Linked DNA regions of Triticum aestivum: region 2 is linked to region 1. The links are chromatin contacts, called in public Hi-C maps. All regions are on one chromosome and are shown on one strand. Each heading gives the region's core, a stretch centred on a gene start, on an enhancer-like site or on the middle of the called end of the contact. The rest is flanking DNA. Distances are from core to core; before and after follow the strand shown.

The links. Hi-C and Micro-C count contacts between places; a contact is called where the count stands out from the background.
Region 2: a Hi-C map of leaf shows a contact between it and region 1, with 5 times the contacts expected there. The contact joins the promoter of LOC123060156 here to the promoter of LOC123060133 in region 1. A contact is called at or near these places in 4 of 5 Hi-C or Micro-C datasets (leaf and root) and 1 of 1 datasets of contacts at active chromatin or transcription factors (leaf).

Annotation. Positions count from the first base shown.
Region 1 is chr1A:497,223,574-497,229,220 of IWGSC CS RefSeq v2.1, forward strand. It overlaps LOC123060133 (thioredoxin H5), which reads right to left and starts at 3,192. Exons shown (of 5, transcript XM_044482710.1): 1 at 2,198-3,192; 2 at 1,343-1,401; 3 at 1,084-1,197; 4 at 840-962; 5 at 509-751. The coding sequence starts at 1,360. The coding sequence ends at 575. It overlaps LOC780682 (ubiquitin-conjugating enzyme E2-17 kDa), which reads right to left. Exons shown (of 5, transcript XM_044482691.1): 2 at 5,633-5,647; 3 at 5,375-5,502; 4 at 4,148-4,252; 5 at 3,425-3,827. The coding sequence ends at 3,684. It overlaps LOC123060111 (serine/threonine-protein kinase STN8, chloroplastic), which reads left to right. Exons shown (of 3, transcript XM_044482682.1): 3 at 1-370. The coding sequence ends at 163.
Region 2 is chr1A:497,573,204-497,579,220 of IWGSC CS RefSeq v2.1, forward strand. LOC123060156 reads left to right here and starts at 1,547. Exons shown (of 13, transcript XM_044482743.1): 1 at 1,547-1,821; 2 at 2,883-3,107; 3 at 3,238-3,646; 4 at 3,790-3,957; 5 at 4,101-4,397; 6 at 4,546-5,350; 7 at 5,435-5,684; 8 at 5,802-5,979. The coding sequence starts at 2,887.

The DNA.
Region 1 (5,647 bases), core at 1,942-4,441:
CCTGGACCTCGACTCCGGCAGGGGCTGGGACCTGGCCACCAAGCTCATCGCGCAGCGGGAGAAGGGACGCCTCTCCGCCGCCGCCGCGCTCCGGCACCCCTATTTCCTGCTCGGCGGTGATCGGGCCGCCGCCGTCCTGTCAAAGCTGCAGCTCACCAAATAATTGATACGTCTGGCTTCATTGAACAAGCGACCAAACCCCTGCATATAGTTTCTATATAGATGATAAATTCTGTCCTGAGTCCTGACATGAGTGAGACGCAAGATCACCAATGGCATTGGCAATTTTGTTGTACAGTCATGATTTCATGAGATCTCAAGGCATCTGGCTGGTATCAATCAATCAGTACATCGTTTTTGTGCGAGTTCATATGGACAGCGTGTGTGGCGCAAAGTTACAGATGCTGGGCTAACTTAATTTACTGCTGATCGAGTGTGGACGCTACCAAGAAATCCTACTTCTGCTGGTCAGTTTCTCGAACCTACGTATGCCGCCGAGCAGGCCCTTGCTGATGCTCCCAGCCAATGGAGGCCGTGCTCGTCCTGAAGCTCTATCGACTGGCAGGCAGGAACATCAGGTTTTGTCCTCGAAAGACTGTTTACTCATGACTTCGTCGCCTGGCCGGCAGTATGGTTCGAACTTCTGCTGAAGATCGACCTGGTTCCCCCCCACCAGCTTGTCGATCTCCTTGTTATCTCTCAAGAAGATGAATGTCGGCGTGGCACGTACGTCGAATTGCGTGACCAGTTCCTGACAAAAAGCATATATCGAAATGACATTTAGTTTGGGCATTCGCTCAAAGGTAAAGTAGCAATGAATTGGCGGAACATTTGTGTACCGGTAGTTCGTCTACGTCCACGGACACGAAAACAAGATCGGAATGCTTCAAAGAGAGTTCGGAGTATGCAGGAGCAGCGATCCTACACGGGCCACACCATACTGCGCTGAATTTTACAACAAGCTGTGCAGTTGAAAAATGCCAACGTGGTTAATCAATACAGTTGAAGGGATTCGAAATTGGAAATTGCATGCACCTATATATCCTTGTGTCCAGAGTATGAGTTAGGTTGTAGGCTACTTACTGTTTTATTGGCGTCAGTTGCATCTTCCAATTTCTTCTCCCAACTCTTTAGATCAGTTATAAGAGTCACATTCCCAGAGCTGTAGTCTAGGTGTTCCTCCTCATCTACAGGGTTCTGCAAAGGGAAGCATAACCAAAGAACTCGATTTACTAATGTATAACTCGATAAACGGCTTCCTTACAATACAGATGCTAGTGCACGATTCAGTTATCAAAGTTGCCAGTTGTAAATGAGATGTATGTGAGTAAAAACTACTCACGCTGCCGCAGCATCCCATTGGTTCGAGCAAATCCGTCAGGATGTCCGGACTCCTGGACTCTGGTACACGAGGAGGAAAAAGAGGTATATTTTCAGTGCTGATTTCACTATTTGACTGAATAAAAGATAACATGATACCAAATATATCAAATATGATTAACATAGCTAGCTCTAGATGGCGAAATGGTGAATATAAATATGTACTACTACCTCTGTAAAGAAATATAAGAGAGTTTAGATCACTAAGGGAGTACCTCTGTTCTTGAATATAAGACGTTTTGACAGTTTAAATTGAAGTGTCAAAACTTCTTATATTTAGGAACAGAGGGTGTACATACAAATGGTGAATGGCACTTCAATTCTTCCAAACAATGGCCAGAGACTGCAGAAATATGAACAAGAAGAGACCAGCTAAAAACGTGCTGTTTGTTTTAGATAGAAATTGAAACAGATTTGATGTCCGCAAGTCACAACCACAGCAAATCCAATAGAACTGAGAAGTTTGTTTCGACGATAGCGAATTTTGCTCAACATATTTGCCTGAATCCGCGTGCTACAGCTTCAGACAATCCTAGGGTGTCAATTTTTTCATCCAAAGGAGATACATTCATTAAATTGGAGGAGACCTCCAACAACAATATGACCGTTTGAACGCCAAAGAAATGAACTTTTGTTGACCTACTAATCCTAGAAAAAACATACGGTTACCACATTGCTTAGATGTATATTGTAGATTAAAAAGAAATGCCATGATATGGAACCGGCAAATAGCTTTCGGCAGCCATGCATGCAGCCTGCTTATTACTACATTGCTGAGAGCAGAATGAAATGCACATATCCATCAATCCATGCATACCTTGGCAGGACCAAGAAGCCTACGTTCCGCCTCCTGACGATGGGGGATCCAACCGAAGATTGAGATTTCCCCGCGTTGGATGCCTGCCGGCCGTCGTCCACGGCAAGCCCACCCCGGCGGGCGGCGGGGGCTCGGAGAGAGGCGGGTGGCGCCGGGGCGGAACGGCCCTTGCCGTTAATAGCAGCAGCTCAAACCGTCGAAACCGGAGGGCGTGGTGACAGGGGATCTGCAAATAGGCCGAGGGAGGGAGCGGCTGGGAACGGGGTTCTGGGAAGGGAAGACGTACGCGCGCGCGCGCGCGGGAGAGGGAGGGCGAGAAAGAAAAGAGGCGACCGACCCCCTCCCACGTCCAAAATTAGTTTGGTGTGAACTGTGGAGGAAGGTGCCTGCTGTGCTGTCGTTTTAGGCCTGCGAAATGGAGCAAACTGGACGGCGGCGACGTGCATGGCCGTTCTGCCGGCGCAGCACAGCACAGCACAGCGCCAGGACGTGACAAGGTAAGGCACACGGCGGTGCTGGCGCCGGTCAGCGGTGGCGGCAGAGCACAGTATTTCGGGTGGCGGTGGCCCTCCTGGCTCTGCTGGTTTGCTGCTGCGCCTTGACACTCTTATTTGCCGGCTTGAGTTTGTATATGATTTTTCATAACCCGTTTTCCACTTATTAAGCACTGGTGATTAAGCATAAGCCGATTTATTTTTCAAACACCTACCTTTAAGCACTCAAAACATCTAAAAATAAAGGCGCACGCACCGCGCTGCTTGCGATTTCTCAGCAAACCTGTCGTCTTCACATGCTACTCTGTTTCATTCCTAAATATAAGTCTTTATAAAGATTTTAATATTGACTACATACGGATGTATATAAACATAGTTTAGAGTGTAGATTCACTCACTTTGCTCCATATTGTAGTCCATATTGAAATCTCTAAAAAGACTTTGCATTTGTCTTGAATTAAAGCTAGTAAACTTTTGAAAAATTACTGACACCTACAATATCTAATCAATGCTAGTAACATTAGATTCATCATTGAATGAATGGTCAAAGTTTAGAAAGTTTGACTTGGGGCAAAGCAAATATGCAGAGCCAACACGTTTTGCAGCGAGCTTCTGGTATATTGCAAGTTGCAACTACCCTTGATGCTTTAGCTGCGAACAACAACAAAACTGAACATACATACATATCGAAACATGACCTAAAACCAAAAGAAGATAAATCTGGACAAGGTCATGAAGCAAACATGTTTTAATGAACATTTACCAAATAACACCAACACCGATGAAGGTTAACCCAACAAGCATAGGTGAATAGGCTGATAGGCATGCATGTCTGCCGATACTAGTGGCAATTGATGATAGGGCCGACGCCGAATGCAATTTACAATCCTTGAGGATCGGATTACACACAACCAGCAACAAATCGAAGAAACAATGGCCCATAAATATTTTTCTTGAAGCGACATTTCAGTTGTCCACGATGCAGGTCTTCTTCAACCCATGGCGTACTTCTGCGTCCAGCTGCGGGCTGTCGTCTCGTACTTTGACCGGTCCGTCTTGTACATGTGGGCAATCTCAGGAACAAGGGGATCATCCGGGTTGGGATCGGTCAGCAGGGAGCAGATAGAGAGCAAGACCTGTACAACATCAAAACATGCAACAGATCAATAATGGACAGCAAGCGGTTTATGATGGTGGTTTCTGGGAAAGTGCAAAACTGAACAAACATGCACTCCTTTTGGCTTATGAACAACTTATCAGTCTCACATGTTAAACAACAAAAGTGTCCCTAAATATTGCAGATTTTCACAAGGATATGGCAGGGATAGCATGTAGCAAACAAGTAATGCAAAAAATAGTGGTACTGGAGCAGACTTCTACAAGTGACTTGTATTTTTAGTAAGCATATAGAGAGTTATGTGTGCAAATAGAAAATGAGGATGGAGACGAGGATGACCTTGGAGATCGTCAAAGCAGGGCTCCACTGCTCCTTAAGAATATCAAGGCATATGCTTCCATTGCTGTTGATATTAGGATGGAAGACCTTTGTCTTAAAAGATACCTAAAAAGAGAACATACCAATTAAAATGGCACAACCATGGATTAAAATGCATTGTAGGGAGGAATATCGACACCTAAACATTAGAATACTGCACTTAGCAATGTACAAATAGCAACAAATGATGCATCCAAACACCACATGGTCCTACTAAGTTCTTCAATGTGGATTTTAGTCAAGAAGGAAGATTGAGACGAAACAAAATAATATCAGGTGTTGTCTACCATATGCTATATATGTTAGCAACAGCAACAAGATCATAATAGTGCTGTCATAAACAACATCATCCATGCCATTATAGCATGTCTATCCCACCTCATGAAAACTGAAAAGTGATTGTGTTTACTTTAAGATAAAATAAACTGGACGAAAGACACAAACAGGACAATCCTGTAAACCAAATTATGAACAGGACAATCCTATATACCAAATTACTAACAGTGTTGCAACTTTGAAAGACCACATCCATGTTAACTATATATATAACCAAAAGATGATTTTATGGCGATCCATAAAAGGGCCACACTGATAGTTATAATACCATGAGTGGACATTGAGAAAAGCATTAACAGGAAAGTGCACACAGCGCCCATCAGGAGTACTCCCTCCGTTCGGAATTACTTGTCGCAGAAACTGATGTATCTAGACGTATTTTAGTTCTAGATACATCCATTTCCAAGACAAGTAATTTCGAACGGAGGGAGTACATGTTACGCCCCCTCTACGCAAAAAGGTGATCATAAGTGTTATGGGCATGACAGGCCCAAAAGAGTCACAAAGAAGGCAAATATGGCAGCAGATAAAGATTAATTAGCTGTTTCCTTCGTAAGCAAGTTATATTCTAGAGATCAGAGATTGAGATTGATATCTCCTATTGTTTATGTGTCGCAGTTAATATTCTATTATTAGGATTTCTACTCTATAAAAGGGCAGGTGAACCAGCGAGATTAATTGACTAAGAAAATAGAACCATTGTTGTTCTATCTAGGCGGGAGTGTAACTCCCTGGATGAGCAGGGTGGAAATAACAGATAAATTTCCAGATTACAATATCAAGGACTATGAAAGCAGGCAGAGCACACATAATGAGGGTTTACAAATACGAGGATGCTTCTAAGTCCTATACCTTTGGTGGCTTGAAGGGGTAATCCGGAGGGAAATGAATGTTCACTAAGAAAACACCGCCGGCATAGGGACTGTCAGGGGGTCCCATAATTGTTGCTTGCCAATGAAACATGTCCTCACCAGCAGGACCTAAACAATTTACAAACAAGAAATAGAGTCCATGAGATGGCATGCCAGGATAAAGCAGGGAACAAAAAGGTGTGAACGAAGATAGTGTTATATGGCGTAGATCTCCAATGGAAACAAGTCAAATTCAAACCTGCACTGCATGATG
Region 2 (6,017 bases), core at 297-2,796, 350 kb after region 1:
TTTAGATGCTCCCGATGTTTGCAGAATGGTTACCTTGCACGCGGGTGCCGTAACCCCTGGCGTCCTCTCAGCTAGCTGGCATGCCTTGCCATGCCGCGTCTCGGCATCGAGCATCGTCAAGCTCCAGCTTCCTGTGAAGGTTCAATGAAGTTCATGCTCCCCTCCGAGGCGCTTCGTCGTGGGTCCTAAGCGTCTATCGTCCCTGGTACTGCTGTCTCAGCTACCTTGTCTGATGTGGAGCTACAGTTCAAGATGCTGCAAGGCTTGATGGCACGTGTTGAGAGCTTTTTGGAGCGGGCGGAGGCTACTCTGACCAAGCTCTCCCTTGTGCCGGCTATGTTGCCGACTGCTCCGATGTCGCGACCTCCTGTTGTTTCTGGTGTTTGTTCCGTGGGAGACAAGGGGACGGAGCTCTTCGGTTGTTTCTCCCCTCGTACTGGGGTCAGTTCTTCGCCAGTGTCTGTCTTGCCCCTTGTGTCAGGTATTGTTGAGGGTGAGGCCTTCGCCGGGGTCGTCACCCCTGTGCTGCAGGTCATGCCCGAGCTTCAACAACTATGTGTGAGACCAGCTTCGCCTCCGTCTGTGGAGCATATGGAGGTCGACGCGCCAGCGACCTCTTGTGAGGGACATGATTCTCCTTTGTCATGTGAGCAACTGGAGGCACCTGAGTCCTTTGTGTCGGTGGTGCCTGAGTCCATTATGTCAGGGGTACCTGTGGCTGATGATGTTGAGGTGGTTAGTATGTTGGCGCCTGATCCTTCAGCGCCCAGCCAGCCGCTCGCCTCTGTGGACCGTGGAGGTTCCGACGTTGCAGTCACCGACTCGCATGTGGCCGTGAGGTACGAGGCGTCTGTGCGGGACAAGGTTGATGAGATTCTCTTCGAGATTGAGATTCACAGTTTGCTCAAATGTTTGGAGAGGGCTAGCCCCGGATCTGACAAGACAATTGTGGAGGAGGCTCTCAGGAGCAAAGCAAAGAAGAGTGGCGCCACAGGAAAGGCGTCCGCAGCAGCTTGATGATTCGGTGCATTTTGGTGAAAAGCATGGTCTTTAGCGAGGTTCTCTTGTTGGGGTCTTCTTTGCGATGTAACAGTGTGAGGGTTGATGGACCTTGCGTGTTCGGTTTGGTTGTCGGGTTGATCGTGTGGTTATGGGGTTGCATGCTCTGTGAGTAGTCCACATGTGGTAAGTTTATATCGGTTTTCGCCCGGTTTTCTTCTAATTAACCGGGCAATTCTCTTTTGCTTAATTAATCGATGAGGCAAATCTTTTGCCTCCGTTTTAAAAAAAAATACAGATTATTCAACAATGCTAAGTAAAGTCAAAACATTGATGCCAAATGAAACACGTACAAGAAAAAGAAAACGAGGCCAACTGCCTCGAGGTGGAATCTACATTGACCTATCACAAAAACCTAGTACCATGCGACGGAACAACGAAATTTTTTAGGAAAACGCTTATTCGCAGCCGGATGCACGCAGCCATCTGAGCGACCGTCTCGCGCGCCGTCGGATCGCGTGGCATAGGACGGTGCGGACGCGTTCTTTCCAGGTGTGTGGACGCGCGTGCCTCAGGTGATTTTTTTTGCTTCCATCCCCGTTAGCTCGGCGTCCCTGTCTGCTTCCATCGTTTTCCATCCCCATCCCCCTCTCTAGCTCTGACGACGGTGCAGTCGAGTCCGAGATCTAGGATCGTGGCAGTGGCGGGGGGACTGGATGCTGCCGGGACGACCGGCGGCGAGCATCATCGGGCGGCGCCGAGCATCGTCGGCCATGGCGCCGAGCTACACGACCCCCTTGTTTTTGCGGCGGCGGACGACAGGTATGGTGGCCTGCAATTCGCAGCATTTTTTCTCCCCCGCCTGATTGATCTCCCTTCAGAGCTTAATTCCCAGTAGTTCCCAACGCTGGACGAGTAGATCCGGGCCGAATGCATGGTAGAGATTAATTTGGTTTCAGTTGAGCCGTTGCTCCCTCCAGGTCGCCAAATTCGTCCCCATTTCACCTAGGGTTTTTTGTGTACATCAGATTAATTTGGTTCCATGCTGTAGCTAGGGTTTATAGTTGAGATTTTAGAGGTAGGGGACAAGGTTGTAGTGGTAGGTGATGAGATTTTTAGAGTTGGACATGGAGCTTCGTCTGGCAGCCAGTTCAAGAGTTTGTCCCAAGGCGAATGAGAGAGCGAACATGCAAGCAATATTCATCACATTTTTCTCTGGTGAATGAAGTCTGTTCTCTACAACTTACTTGCTGCAGACCACCTTTTTTAACAATAAACTTCCAAAATGTGATGAATATTGCTGCAAACCACCTATTTAACTATAAACTTCCAAAATACCAGCATACTTTACGGTGTAAATATGATTTTTTTTGAACATTATATGTGTGTCATGTAAGAGTGGCATAAGCTTACAGACTTAGTGCTAGCATTTATGTCTGGATAATAATCATCTGCAAAAACATGGAATATGCCAATATACATACTTGAGAATTGAAATAATAATATGGATAATAATCTGTAGATGGGTCTAGCTAAAAGAGGAGGGTGTACCTAGCTTTTGTAGATGGGTCTATCTGAAAGTGGAGTTTTTATAGTTGAGATTTTAGATGTAGGGGTCAGGGTTGTAGTCGTAGGTGTTTAGATTTTCAGAGTTGGATGACTAGATTTCTCAGTGGTCTAATTTTGTGATGATGCTATCTGCTCAGTAAAGATTAGGTTTATGCTGCATTTTTTTTGTTTGTTTAGATGCATTTTGTTGTTTAAATTAGGTTGTTTTAGATGAAAGTCAGTGCAGCCAGTGTCTTATTGTTTGTTTTATTTCTACATATATACAAGATTTTTTTCCATCTTATAGTGTTTTTGCTTCATGTAATTTTTTGCAGCTACATGTCAGACGAAGAAGTAATGGAGTCTGGTACTGCATTCAGCCAACGTTTTGCAGCAAAACGCTTGCGCGGAGTTGCGAAGACAAAACTCAATCCCACCAAGAGGCACTACATTAATGAAACTGGCTTTGGTGATCTGATGACCATTTCACATTTCAAAGCGCCACCTGATCTGATGGAGTGGTTAACTATGAACATTGACACTGAAAAGCGTGAGCTCAGGTATTGCACCCACCTCATTTCTTCTTTTTTCTCCTACATCATGCATGTCTGCAACATATACTTTCTTTTCTTTCTTAGGTTATGTTTTTGTTAGTAACCAATGAATACATTTTTATTTGTGGGTTTTCAGGCTGAGTCGGACTAAGGTGATTGTGTTTACTAGAGACATGGTGAAGAAGGTTTTCAATATCCCATCAGGCAACAGACCAGTTGAGCTTTTCAAGAGACACGAGCAGTGTGAGCTACGCAACATTTATCATAAGAATGGCAGGGCTCCAATTGCGCATACAGTGACTGTGCTTCACCGAGCAAGGAATGATGATGGCGATACTACGAAGAGATCATGGGTGCTCTTGGCGCTTGCAACCGTTTTAACTCCAAGCACTGGAAACATGGTGCCTCTAGAGTACTTGAAAAGCCTTGTAGAAATGGACAAGGTTGCTGAATTCGCTTGGGATGAGCATGTTTTAAGTGTTGCAATGAGAGAGGTCAAGAAGTGTCAGGACAAGATAAAATCACAAGCTACTTCTTCATTCTGGGTTGGGGGCTGTTTCCCTATGCTTGCAGTATACTTGCTTTTCTTGTTAGATTGTTTCTATCTATCGCAGCATGTCTTTGTTTGTCATAATCACATTTTTTCTTTTTTGTGTCTGGGAAATTATTTCTTGTCTTTCTTATTCAGGTTATTTACATGGACCATTTGATATTTCCCCAAGCTGCCATCAATGAGCACCAGCTGAATTATTCTCTTCCAAGGGCTTGCTTCGTACATCAAACGGACTTTGATCTTGTATTGGAATTTGACAAGAACAAGCTATCTTTGGGCAAAGCTTCATTCGGGAAGTGTCGTGTAAGTTTTGTGTGGTTTTACCTTCCTCATCCATTGCATTATTTGTTTCTTCCCATTTTTGTGTTTTCCTTATTTTATTTCTGTTGTTTGTGTACTAATGGTTTCAATTCTTTTTGTTTTCTTTTTTACTTTGTGTCATGTAGTTTCGCCCTCTATCGGAGACACCGTACATAGCATTGCCTGCCGAAGGCCCGGTAGGCAACATGACTAAAGTTGATCAAGATCAGCAGGTTCCGGACAGCCCGGATTGTGTTGATACTGAAGATTGTGGGGCTGAAAATGTCAACATTAATGACAACCAAGCTGATGTGGCTGAGGAAGAGAATCCTACGGAAGGTGGTAGCAATCCAACGGAACATGGCAAAAGTAGAGACGAAGATGTGTGTGGTTCACTGGATGATTGGCTTCAGAACCCAGCACCATTCGGTGCAGAGCTTGAGGTGAGGTTATTCCTTATTCTTTTTGTGTTTTTATTTCTGTTCTTTATTTTTTATTAAATACCTTTCTATTTGCTTTGTTTTTCTAGTTCCATTATATGTTAAGTTGCTTTAATACTGATGACCATCATTTTTTCCATACATTTTTCAGCTACCATCACATCTGGCTGCAATCTACGACAAGCACACAAAACTATATTCTTTAGAGTTAAAAGGGGCTCTAAGCTCTTTTGGGCAAGTGTTGCAAGCAATACATTGCAAGAGAATGGGGCAGCTCCTCAAAGATGTGGACGCTGCTTCATCAAGTTATCAGGGAGCAACGGATGTTAGTTTTGATGTGCCACCCCCTCGCAGCAATGATGTAGACAAGTCAGATCGTCATGGTTGTGTCAAGGAAAGCTATAGCAAGAAAGCCGCAGATGAGCCAACAACAGACAAGGTGGTTGAGCCGGGTGAAGGAGCTCGAAGCAACCATGCAAGCGGCATTGATCATGAGTCTAATGGCGGCAATGTGGTTGAGATGGGCACACGAACTAGTGGTGAAGATATTGAGCATGGTGACCAACTCATCGAGCGCAATGACTCTGTTGTCAGTGAGCCCCCTGCACAGTCTTTTGAGAATGCAAGGGAGAAAGTGTCTAGTGGTGAAGATATTGAGCATGGTGACCAATTCATCGAGCGCAATGACTCTGTGCACACTAGCGTGACTGGACATTGGAGTGATGCGCCATCAATGTGCCTGTTCCAAGAGGGCACCGAGGAGTACGATTGGTGGATTAGTGTCCAAAGTCAAGATCCGAACTCCAATGCTCCAACTCATGGCAACACTGCTACAACACCAAAGTCTTGTGGTGTTTTTGATGTCACTCCTCAGGCTGCAATATCAAGAGAAGTAGAAGCTCCTGTGTATGATGTCACACCAATCTCCATGGCTCCATTATCAAGTGGGGCTGCAGGTATGCTCTGCCATGTATATCTTTGAGCAAATATCTCATCGCAACATTTTTCTGTAAAATCATTTTTCTACTGGCTTTTTTCAGATGGACCATCAAAGCCACAAGAAGAGACAGTTGTTCTAGTTAGCAGCAGGGAACCAAGCCCCAACCTTGACGAGGAGAAGTTGAAGAGCAAGGATGAGAACAAACTCAAGAGTAAGAAAAGAGTAGGGAGTCCACTGTCAGCCGGATCGAAGTACAAGAAAATAAAGACAGATTCGAACACGGAAGCAATGTACCAGCACTATGTCATGAAGAGGTACAAGATGAAGAAGATGAAGAGAGGGGAAGTTGAGTAAGTGGCATCTTTTTCTGAATTTTGCTTCCAACATTTTTGTTATATTGTATTATTACATTTTTCATCTTTGTCAAACGGTCCTCACTACTATGGTTTTATCCTTATTCTTTGCAGGCCTCCTTTCATTAGGATTGATGATTTCCACATTACGTACACGAACTTCCAGAAGTCGTTGAAGCCACGTGCTCATATTTGTAGTGAAGTCATGTCATTATTCATTGAAAGCTTCAACATTGAACAATTGTCGTCTTCAAATATGCAGAAGAAATTTGCTTTCTCTGTTTTAATGAGTGTTAGTTCCCATCTACTTTTTATCCCTTTTATTGCTAT